Regions from separate parts of the Mus musculus genome. Here region 1 is linked to region 2. Evidence: chromatin contacts called from public Hi-C data. All regions are on one chromosome and are shown on one strand. The core of a region is the stretch at or near the end of the contact, and the rest is flanking DNA. Distances in the headings are between cores, read along the strand shown.

Evidence for each region. A called contact is a pair of places that touch in the nucleus more often than the background predicts.
Region 1: a contact with region 2 is called in a Hi-C map of myocytes, with 3 times the contacts expected there. The contact joins two enhancer-like sites. A contact is called at or near these places in 8 of 484 Hi-C or Micro-C datasets (the AtT-20 cell line, LSK cells, cerebellar granule neurons and 4 more) and 2 of 9 other capture datasets (adipose tissue and liver).

The regions. Positions count from the first base shown.
Region 1 is chr4:8,943,347-8,948,581 of GRCm38.p6, forward strand. No RefSeq gene overlaps it. Among named protein-coding and RNA genes, the nearest start is that of Gm46842, 35 kb to the left of the region's middle. Within about 2 kb of position 2,040, at least 20 of the 459 cell types and tissues checked have an H3K27ac peak or open chromatin away from gene starts, as enhancers often do. A contact at or near this core is called in muscle stem cells and myocytes, where this site is marked.
Region 2 is chr4:8,863,055-8,867,928 of GRCm38.p6, forward strand. It overlaps Chd7 (chromodomain helicase DNA binding protein 7), which reads left to right. Exons shown (of 38, transcript NM_001277149.1): 36 at 855-995; 37 at 1,147-1,251; 38 at 2,684-4,874. The coding sequence ends at 3,601. Among named protein-coding and RNA genes, the nearest start is that of Gm46842, 45 kb to the right of the region's middle. Within about 2 kb of position 2,992, at least 33 of the 459 cell types and tissues checked have an H3K27ac peak or open chromatin away from gene starts, as enhancers often do. A contact at or near this core is called in muscle stem cells and myocytes, where this site is marked.

The DNA.
Region 1 (5,235 bases), core at 790-3,289, 79 kb after region 2:
GGGCGTCTCATTATACCCAGCTGCTTGGCAGATGTACTTTTTGTATCCTGGAAGGTGGAAGTGGGGTTGAGGGTAGGTCAAAAAGTTAATATGTCAACGCTCTGAGGGTGATGGGAGGAGAAACTTGGTGATATTAAAGGTGATTTGAATTTAGATTTTTTGGAAGAATAAAAGCATTCTTTTATATATCTGCAATAGATGATAACAATTAAATAAGTCACACATGAATCACTGGAAGTGGAATGAGGGCAAAGACCTATTAGATCATACAGCCAGTTCCCTAGAGAACGCGGACTTATTCTCTACAGTGTGCTCAGGGTGCTTTGTACAGCCTTTGAAAGACTTGAGCAATTGAGGCCTTCGATTATTTCCCGAGGGAAAGGCTTTCCTTTATAAAGGGCCTCAGTGTTTTCCTCCTTCATCTGAGGTTTCCACTTTAAAACAACAACAACAAAAAAACTTATTTACATGATGCACACAAAATCATTTGCAACGGTGAAAGCAAATTACGTGTACTGTTCTCCCAGAAAACAATATGCCCTTGGCCGCCTTCTGTGTGCTGCCGTTTCTGATTTTTACACCTGTTTTCCACAGTCCTTGGAGGAGTTGGCAGGGATGCATCCTCTAGAGGACTTCCTAGTGACTCCCACTACCCGAGACTCAGCATTTCATCATTTGAAACTGAGAAGAGAGTTCTGCTCAGACTGTCCACATCTTTGGATAAAGAACACTCTGGTCATCCAGGAAGCATTAAGTACTTAGCATTCCTTTCTCTTTGGAACAGACTTGTCTATTCTGTGCTCTTTGCATCAGAGAGGCTGATCATTAAGGGCTCACCAACGAGCTCTGGGACAGACAGACACCCTGCCCCAAACCCCAGGCAGGGGCTGGAGTCCAGCGAGGACAGGGACGATGCGATGCGTGAACCTTTCTGTGGAGTTGCTATCCTTTGTTAACACAAAGGACTTTTCAGTTCCAGAAGGTCAGAGTTTATGAGATTCCTTTTTCTTTGTTTTTTTCCTTTCTCTTCTCTTTCAGATTTTATAGTTTGAAGATGCTGGTTATAGACCCTGGAAGTGATTAGGAGAAGGTATTAGGAATAACCTACTTTATGGAAATGGAGATTGTGATTTGCAGACCTCAGATCTATCCCGACTGTTGGGGAGAAGTGGAGTCAATGTTCCCGGGCAACAGGTTTCCAGCCTCAGTGGCGTGGCAGACATAGGGATGATTTTGACGTTGAAGGATTGGGGTAAGGGCTGTGGCATAGGAAGAAGTGAGCCCAGCGAGAGTGTAGGACAATGGGACCTCAGAGAGCCCAGGGCTGGAACCTTCTTCTAAGAAAGTTGAACTTGAAGGGTAGATACCAGGGGAGGAAAACAAGACAGAAATAGAAGAGGAAAAGGCAGTGGAGGGAAAGCAACTTGAGGGTGGCAGAGAGCGAGAAGGCCGCTGGTGGGGAGCAAGCGCGCCTTGGAACCCTTTTCTGCTTGCCAGCTTTTAATCTCCAGAGAGGGCACTGTCCTCATCTTCCCGACAAACTCACCATGGCTCAGAGACAGTGGTGTCCTCTCCTAGGCTATGTAGCCAATGAGAGAGCTGGGATTTCGATCTCTTCAAACCCTTTGGAAGAGAAAGTGATTCGGGAAGCTGATATCTGTAGGGGTCGCATAATTCGGGAAGCCGAGGCCCTCCCAGTGACCAGAACCTCTGTTTTCCATAATTATGGTATGGAGAAAGGGACAGTAGTGCCTCAGTTTATTGGAAAGAAGAGAAACGGTCCCCTTCGAAGCCATCAGCTCTTTAAAGTCTTAAAATGACTCATATTGCATCGACTTAGTGCCTCCGGAGTCTCATCATTCCTACCAGGGCTGAGCCAGCCAGGCCTGCGGGCGCCAAACTCAGCCCGTGGCCATGGGCAAGGCAAATATGTAGCTTTGTGGTCATGGCCTTCCAGCAGGCATGTGAAATATGGGAAACATGAGAACAGCCTGTACCTCAGAGGAGGGAGGAGGCATGCGAAAGGCAAAGGAGTGGCAGACACACTGGGGGCGTGTACCAAGCGTGGTTATTCCTTCCACTGGTGTGATGTCTGTGCCTCTTCTCTCAGGCCTTAGTCAGTCAGAATGTTATTTCTGTCACATCTACTCAATGCCACCATTACAGGGCCAGAACAGCCATCTTTGAGCAAATAGGCAGAGGCATGGTGCAAAAAAATATTGTGCCTCCATCTTAGCCTTTCCAGTCACTACACTAAAAACATGGAATGGTGGGCTGTTTTTTTTCTCATCTAGCACAAAGCCATATATATATATATATATATATACACACACAAAGATACATACATACATACATACATACACACACATATATAAGGCGCTGGCAGACTTGCTTTCTGCTGGGGATTCACTACTCTGTCCATAGATCGTGCTAAGGAAAGGACAGAGCATCTCTCTTGAACCTCTTTTATGAAGGCACTAATCCATTTTATGAGGGCTCTACCATCACACACTAATCTCCCCCCAGTGTTCCCACCTCCGATTCCAGAGCATTGGAGGCAAGGTTTCAGCATGTAAAATTTGGGCCATGGCATGACTGAAACTCAAGTTTCATGTGATTATCGCTTGCCTCACAATATTCTTAGAAATTTTTCAAACATTAGCACAGTCTAGAAAGCCATCTTGGATCCAAGCTGCACCGAAACAGGCAGTGGGTTGTAACCGACACAGGCACTAGGTTTCTGACCGCTGTGAACAGGTTGCTTCTAATCAGAAATTTCTTTGATTGTGGGTCTCATTCAGTATGTTTTTGGTTTTTTTAATGCGGTGGTCAGAATTAAGCACCTCTCTTCCCTTTTCCCCTGTTTACTGGCAGCATCTATTTTGTAGTCTCCAGCTATGGATGCTCTTCACCTTAGGACGGGTGACATCCTGATAAACCCTTGGTGAAACTGAGTCCATCTCAAGCTGCAAGCATGCAATACTTGCCCACCAAACATTCTGACTGGGCTCAGAACATTGACCTGCAGTTGGGCAAACTCATCTAGCACAAAGCCTAGTTTATAAAAAAAAAAAAATTGGTGAAGGTTTCATATAATGTATGTAGTAGAGTACTAAAACAAAACATGGTGGGGAATTGGACAATACACAGGAATTTTAAATATTATAAATCAAACCAGGATACACTGAGAATGCTTCCATCTTCAATGTGAGCATTTAATGATGTGATATGGAAAAAGCGTGGTCAGATGAGTGCCTGCATAGTAACTGGCTCTCTTTCCCTTCCTCTGTTCCCCCAGGCTGTGCTTGGAAGCTGCCCTCAGCAATGCTGAGTGAGGCCTGCCTTCCATGGAGGTGAGGGGCAAGCTTCACTTGGCTTTTGAGACAAAGGAAAACTGCAGGCAACCTGGTCAGGGACTCTTCTGTTTATGGTGAGGGATATCTAAAGAGAAAACATGAGGCGAGTGACAGAAGTGATACCAGTAGCTTCTGTCAGGAAAACCTCAGGCTGCCCACTGGAATCAAAGGAAGCAGCAACAAGCCTGTGCCCAAGCCTCTGTGGAAAGCCACAGAAGACCTGCGCAGCTCTGTTCTAGTGAAGATGTTGGCACGTTCATCTGACTGGCGCTCTCATCTTAAAAAACAGACGAGCTTACTCTGGGAAGTCAGGAGAAGGAATCTATAATTCCATCTATATTGCAAAATCATAATATAATATCTTAGCTTCCTTCCTTCCTCCCTCCCCTCCCTCCCTCCCTCCCTCCCTCCCTCCCCTCCCTTCCCTCCCTCCCTCCCTTCCTTCCCTCCCTCCCTCCCTTCCCTCCCTCCTTCCTTCCTTCCCTCCCTCCCTTCTCTCTCTCTCTCTCTCTCTCTCTCTCTCTCTCTCTCTCTCTCTTTTGTGTAATGCTCTGTGTATGCATGTTTGTTCTCATCTCTTTATGCTTGTGGGGAGGACAGTGGAAGATGTTGGGTGTATCGCTGTATCACTTATTCCTTTGAGATGGTGTCTTAGGTAGGACTACTATTGCTGCAATGAAACACGGTGACTAAAAAGCAAGTCAAAGAAGTTTTTCTTACACCTCCATATCATTGTTGGTCATTAAAGGAAGTCAGGACAGGAACTCAAACAGGGAAAAAACCTGGAGGCAGGAGCTGATGCAGAGGCCATGGAAGGTGCTGCTTCCTGGCCTGCTTCCCCTGGCTTGCTCAGCCTACATTCTTAAAGAACCTAGGAGACCCACAATGGACTGAGCCCTGCCCCACTGATCACTAGTTAAGAAAGTGCCTCACTAGGAGCTTGCCCTCATGGTATGGGCAGGCAAGGGAGAACGGGTCCTGATACTTGCTGGTCACTTGCTGCAGACAGGAGTGCTGGGCTTGTCCCTCTCCTGGGCAAAGCTGGCCCTGGTGGCATGGGTATGGAAGAGCAGCCAGCAGACCAACAAGGCTACTTACTACCCGGCCCAGTTAACAGAATTTTGAGTTATCCCACCCCAACATCTACACCATCTATGAATTGTTGGACGCATGAAGGGGCCAGTCCTGCAGCAGACCCAAAACTACAGGGTCTCCGTGACACAGGGGCAACAACAAGGAATCTAAGAAGAGTCCCTGTGAAGATCCAATATTTCTGGTGTAGCAGAAGGCAGAGGCCTCAAACTAGACCAATACAATAACTAATTAGAATGAACATTTGCAAGTGAACCTGTTTGAACAAAAGGCTATACTGTGGGACACACTATAAAGTACACTGCAAGATGGATTTGTTGTTGTTGTTGTTGCTGTTCTGTTTTGTTTTGTTCTTCCATTGGACAAGGGATATTGCAAGGATAGATATAGAGGGATGGGAAATAAGTGAGAAGGGATGCATGATGTGAAATTCACAAAGAGAAAAAAGATAGGAAAATGAAAGAAAGAGAGAAAGAAAGGAGGAAGGAAAGAAGGAAAAAAAGGAAGAAAGGAAGAAAGAAAGGAAGAAAGGAAGAAAGGAAGAAAGGAAGAAAGGAAGAAAGAAAGGAAGGAAGGACGGAAGAAAGGAAGAAAGAAAGGAAGGAAGGAAGAAAGAAAGAAAGAAAGAAAGAAAGAAAGAAAGAAAGAAAGAGAGAAAGAAAAGGAGAAAAATAAAATGCCCGGACTTACGGCAGCATCCTCTCAGGTGAGGTTCCTTCCTTTCAGATAACTCTAGTTTGTGTATCAAGCTGACATAAGACCAGCCATCATAGAAGGTTTCTCACTG
Region 2 (4,874 bases), core at 1,742-4,241:
AAGCTCTTGTTTCCAGAGATTTCTTTTAAGCACCTAACCCTTGTGAGTGCCCAATATACAACTTTCTAGCTAGCAACACAGATCTCTTCCTGTCCTTTTGTGATTAATATTTTTCAAACATTTTCTGTTTTTTTTCACTGAGTTTGGGCCATCCCCTCTCTTGCTACCAACAGCAACCTTTCAGCCTCCCTACTTACAACACCTCAAAGACAAAGGTCCCATGTCGTCATTTAGGATATCATCTCTGGCTTCATTTATATATACTGACTAGAAATAAGTGAAGGTACTAGATAAAGTTTCTTTTAAAATACTAGGATTTGTATAAATATCTGAAGACACCCTCCTCCCCTTTGTTCTCATTTCCAGGGACTGAACCCAGGTGTTCTCAGATGCTGTGTAAGTGCTCTGCCGCTGAGTCACACCTCCAGCCTGTCACAGAAACTTTAACTGAGAGTCTCACTTAAGGAGACTGCCAGACGCCTGGCTCTTTAGAGCACTTGTTGCTCTTGCAGAGGACCTGAGTTCAGCTCCCAGCACCCATTTATAACTCAAGTCCCAGGAGAACCGATGCTCTCTGCTGACCTCTGGGGGCACCAAGCACATGCATACATATAGACAAAACACTTGTACACACACACAAATAATAAATCATAGAATAATCTTGAGTATCTTCTCAGAGAGTGCCTGTTGGGTAGACCAGTCAGTGCTGGGAGATACTTTCTCAGAAAAGTTCAGTTTCTGCGAAATGCAAATGATTGTTAAAATTTAACAGCGCATGTGCCTATCCTTAGGCGTTTATAGGAAGGGGCCAGTACCAAGTACAGCCTCATTAAATACGTCCTTTTCTTTTGCAGAAGAACACAGACGTGCTGTTTTCCTCGTTTCAGAAACCGAAACAGAAACGACATAGATGTCGAAATCCTAATAAATTGGATATTAACACTTTGACAGGAGAAGAAAGGGTTCCTGTTGTTAACAAACGAAATGGGAAGAAGGTAAATGCTGGGGAAGGGATGGGCAAGGATGGCAAATCACACTTCTTCTAGAACCTGTGTGTGTTCCTGCGGACACCGAAAAAGGGAGCTGAGGGGAGTGGGGAGGGAAACGTCCATGATGTTCAGTTGTTCACCGGATGCATATTCCCAGATGGGTGGAGCCATGGCCCCTCCAATGAAGGACCTGCCCAGGTGGCTGGAGGAGAACCCTGAGTTTGCTGTCGCTCCAGACTGGACCGATATAGTCAAGCAGTCTGTAAGTACACAAAAGAGATGCACATAAAACTGTGTGCCTAGGTGCTCAGTGTCCCATTGGCTAGTAATTATTCAGTTGTGACTTAATCCCAGCTTACAGAGTTGTCATAAAGCATCATTTTCTTACATTATTTCAGTGTGTTGTATTTTACACACACATCATTAATTGGGAATGAGCTGATTGTCAGTTCTGATTTAAAAATACCGTGTGAGAACACCTACTCCCAACCCTCTTAGAGGTGGACTTACTCCAGGGAAACCGGTCTCACAGTGTCTTCAAGATGGAACTTGTGCTGGATGGGAACGTTAAGATTATTAGCTGTGATAGCCAGTTTTAAAATAGACATAGCAATTCTGCATAAAATTTTATCATTATTAGTTTCTTTCAAGACAAATTAGTGGCATGCTTACTGGTTTTGTTTAAATAATACAATAAAATTGCCTCTAGCCATGTGTTAGGACCCAGTTTTGTGAAGTGGTACCTTCCTAATCACCTATCTGAGGTCCTTGTATATATGATTCCACCTTTGTAGCTCTGACTGCTACTATCTAGTCTCCATTCCTAATGGTGTGTCTTTCGAAACTGGGTAAAATGGAAGTGGGAACTCTGTAACCTGAGACTGTGGCTTTCACTGAGTGTTCTCCAGTCCCAGAATGGAGTATTATCAGGGGTCTGCTGCTCCTTGCTGTACAGCGTGCTAGTCCATGCTCAGCTACCATGTGTCATTCCCTCACCCATGGAAAGACCTCTGGGGTTTTTCACATTTGTGAATTTATTAGTGAAACAACTATAAATGTTTACATGCAGGTTTTAGCGTGTAGCTTCTCATGGGGTGGGGGTGGGGGTGGGGGTGTTACACATGTGAGTTTAACTTACTCAATTTTTCTACATTGTTAACAAATTTTTCTTATTCTTAGCTATATTTGAAATATCTAGAATGTCTTATAGTCTATGCAACTCTTTTGTGATACTGTTTTATCATTTTTTTCATACAAAACCTTTTAAAATTGGCATATTTATTTGGCAATTAATTGACAAATGAAAGGTCATTTGCACTTGATGCTTATGTTGTACACGTGCACATCACGTACTGATTACACCAGTCAATCAGCCACTGTCTGGAGTGTTGATCCTTAAGTTAATTATGAATACAGCTACCTTGGCATTTACTTCAGTGGTGGAGTAACCTTGAACAGCTTTTTCTGCAACTCAGCACAATTCAGCAAGCGAAAATAATGGTTAAAAAAAAGAAACAAAACAAAACAAAAAAAACCAGGACCTGTGCTTTCCCAAGTTCTTACTTTAAGCTTTTAGAATGGAAGCAATTGCTTGCATAGTTAGAATGTTGGTGTGGAGCTCCAAAAGGCCCACGTTGGCAGTAAGTACTCTGACCCGGCCTCTACAGCTGTTGTCTGCTTTCCCTGTCGTCCAGGGTTTTGTTCCCGAGTCAATGTTTGACCGTCTCCTCACTGGACCTGTGGTGCGGGGAGAAGGAGCCAGCAGGAGAGGACGGAGGCCCAAGAGCGAGATCGCCCGAGCAGCCGCGGCGGCTGCTGCTGTCGCCTCTACTTCAGGGATCAACCCTCTGTTGGTGAACAGCCTGTTTGCTGGGATGGACCTGACAAGCCTTCAGAATCTCCAGAACCTCCAGTCCCTCCAGCTGGCAGGGCTCATGGGCTTCCCTCCAGGACTGGCCACAGCTGCCACCGCCGGAGGCGATGCGAAGAGCCCCGCCGCAGTGCTGCCCCTGATGCTGCCAGGGATGGCGGGCCTGCCCAACGTGTTCGGCTTGGGCGGGCTGCTGAACAACCCTCTCTCAGCTGCTACTGGAAACACCACTACTGCTTCAAGTCAAGGAGAGCCAGAGGATGGCACTTCCAAAGCGGAAGAGAAAGGAAACGACAATGAAGACGAGAACCGAGACTCTGAGAAAAGCACAGACACCGTTTCGGCTGCTGACTCCGCGAACGGATCTGTTGGTGCTGCTACTGCCCCGGCTGCGTTACCCTCCAACCCGCTGGCCTTCAACCCTTTCCTCCTGTCCACCATGGCCCCAGGCCTCTTCTACCCATCCATGTTTCTACCTCCAGGACTGGGGGGATTGACACTGCCTGGCTTCCCAGCACTGGCGGGACTCCAAAACGCCGTGGGTACCAGCGAAGAAAAGGCTGCTGACAAGGCCGAGGGAGGGCCCTGTAAAGACGGAGAGACCCTGGAGGGCAGCGATGCCGAGGAGAACCTGGACAAGACTGTAGAGTCCTCCATCTTGGAAGACGAGGTTGCACAGGGTGAAGAGCTGGACTCCCTCGAAGGCGGGGATGAGATAGAAAACACCGGAAACGACGAGTAACAGCAGCAGCAGTTCCACTGAAAGTGTTGAAAACTGTTGACAGGTGGTAGTCCTACTGTTTACACTCACAGTTAATGTTCATACCTAGTTTTATAAGCTGTTCTGTAACATAGTGTAGCAAAAAAAGAAGAGAAAAAAAAAAGAAAAGAAAGAAAAAAAAAAGGAAAAAAGTCCAAGTCATGTTATGCAGGTGTGTCCGAAGGTATCTTGGTCATAAGTATTGTGCAGTGCATTATTTATTATCCCTAGGAAGGATGAAATTTGAGAGGTGATCATGTCTTTTTAAGGAAACTTACATAATGCTCTGCTTTTTTCTTTGGGTACCACTGGTATTATAATAAAGAGCAATCTGTAACAGAGCGGCACTAGTGGAAGGAAGTGCTACTCAGAGGACGTATGAAGTTATATATTTAATTTTTTAATTTTAATTTTTTTTGCTGTGAAGGTCAAGATGAAATTTACCATACATATCATCCCTTGTTCATTCGTCTCCCTTTCTGACTTTATGGGGGTTCCCACATTTGCATACACACATCCATACACTCTGACAATCTCCACGTTAGTGTGAACGCCTCTGTCCCGAGGCTCAGCAATAATCAGGCAGCTGTTGAATGTGAAGGGTCCCTTTGGAAAACTAACCTTCTGGGAGGGTTCTTGCCAGACAACTGCAGTTCCATTGGCTTGTGGTCTTGTGATGCACTGGTAAAAACTAAATAAATAGAAGAGTAAATAGAAGATTGAGAGAAGTGAGAATCAGGTACCTTTTTTTTTTTTTTAAATTAAAGGACTTTGTTACTTTAGCCACAAAGCTAAAACAGCATTACCTCAGCTCTGAACTAGCCTTGAAGTTTACAGACAGGACTTTGTAAATGTTTTTCTTTGTTGTGATGTCCTTTGATTTTTTTTTTCTCTGAAAACTGCTATCATGTAAGATAAAATGTAAATTTCTGCCAACTGTAGTAATGATGCTTTTAATAAAAGTGACCCATGATATGCAGAGATGTAGTTATAGAATGCAGTGTACAGGGGAGCTGGTGTCCACTTTTTTTTTTTTTTTTAATTCGTAATAGCTGCAAATACAGCATTCTGGCATTCGGACTTTGCTTACCGTGTCTTCTCATGCTAGATTAGCTGTTAGTAACACACACTAGTTGTCTCCAAGACCAGATGGACAGGAAAACCTTGAATTACCACCTTCATGTAATTCCACGCCAGATATCTCAGCAGACACATACACACACACAAACCTCTTATTGCTCCCCTGAAAGGGCAT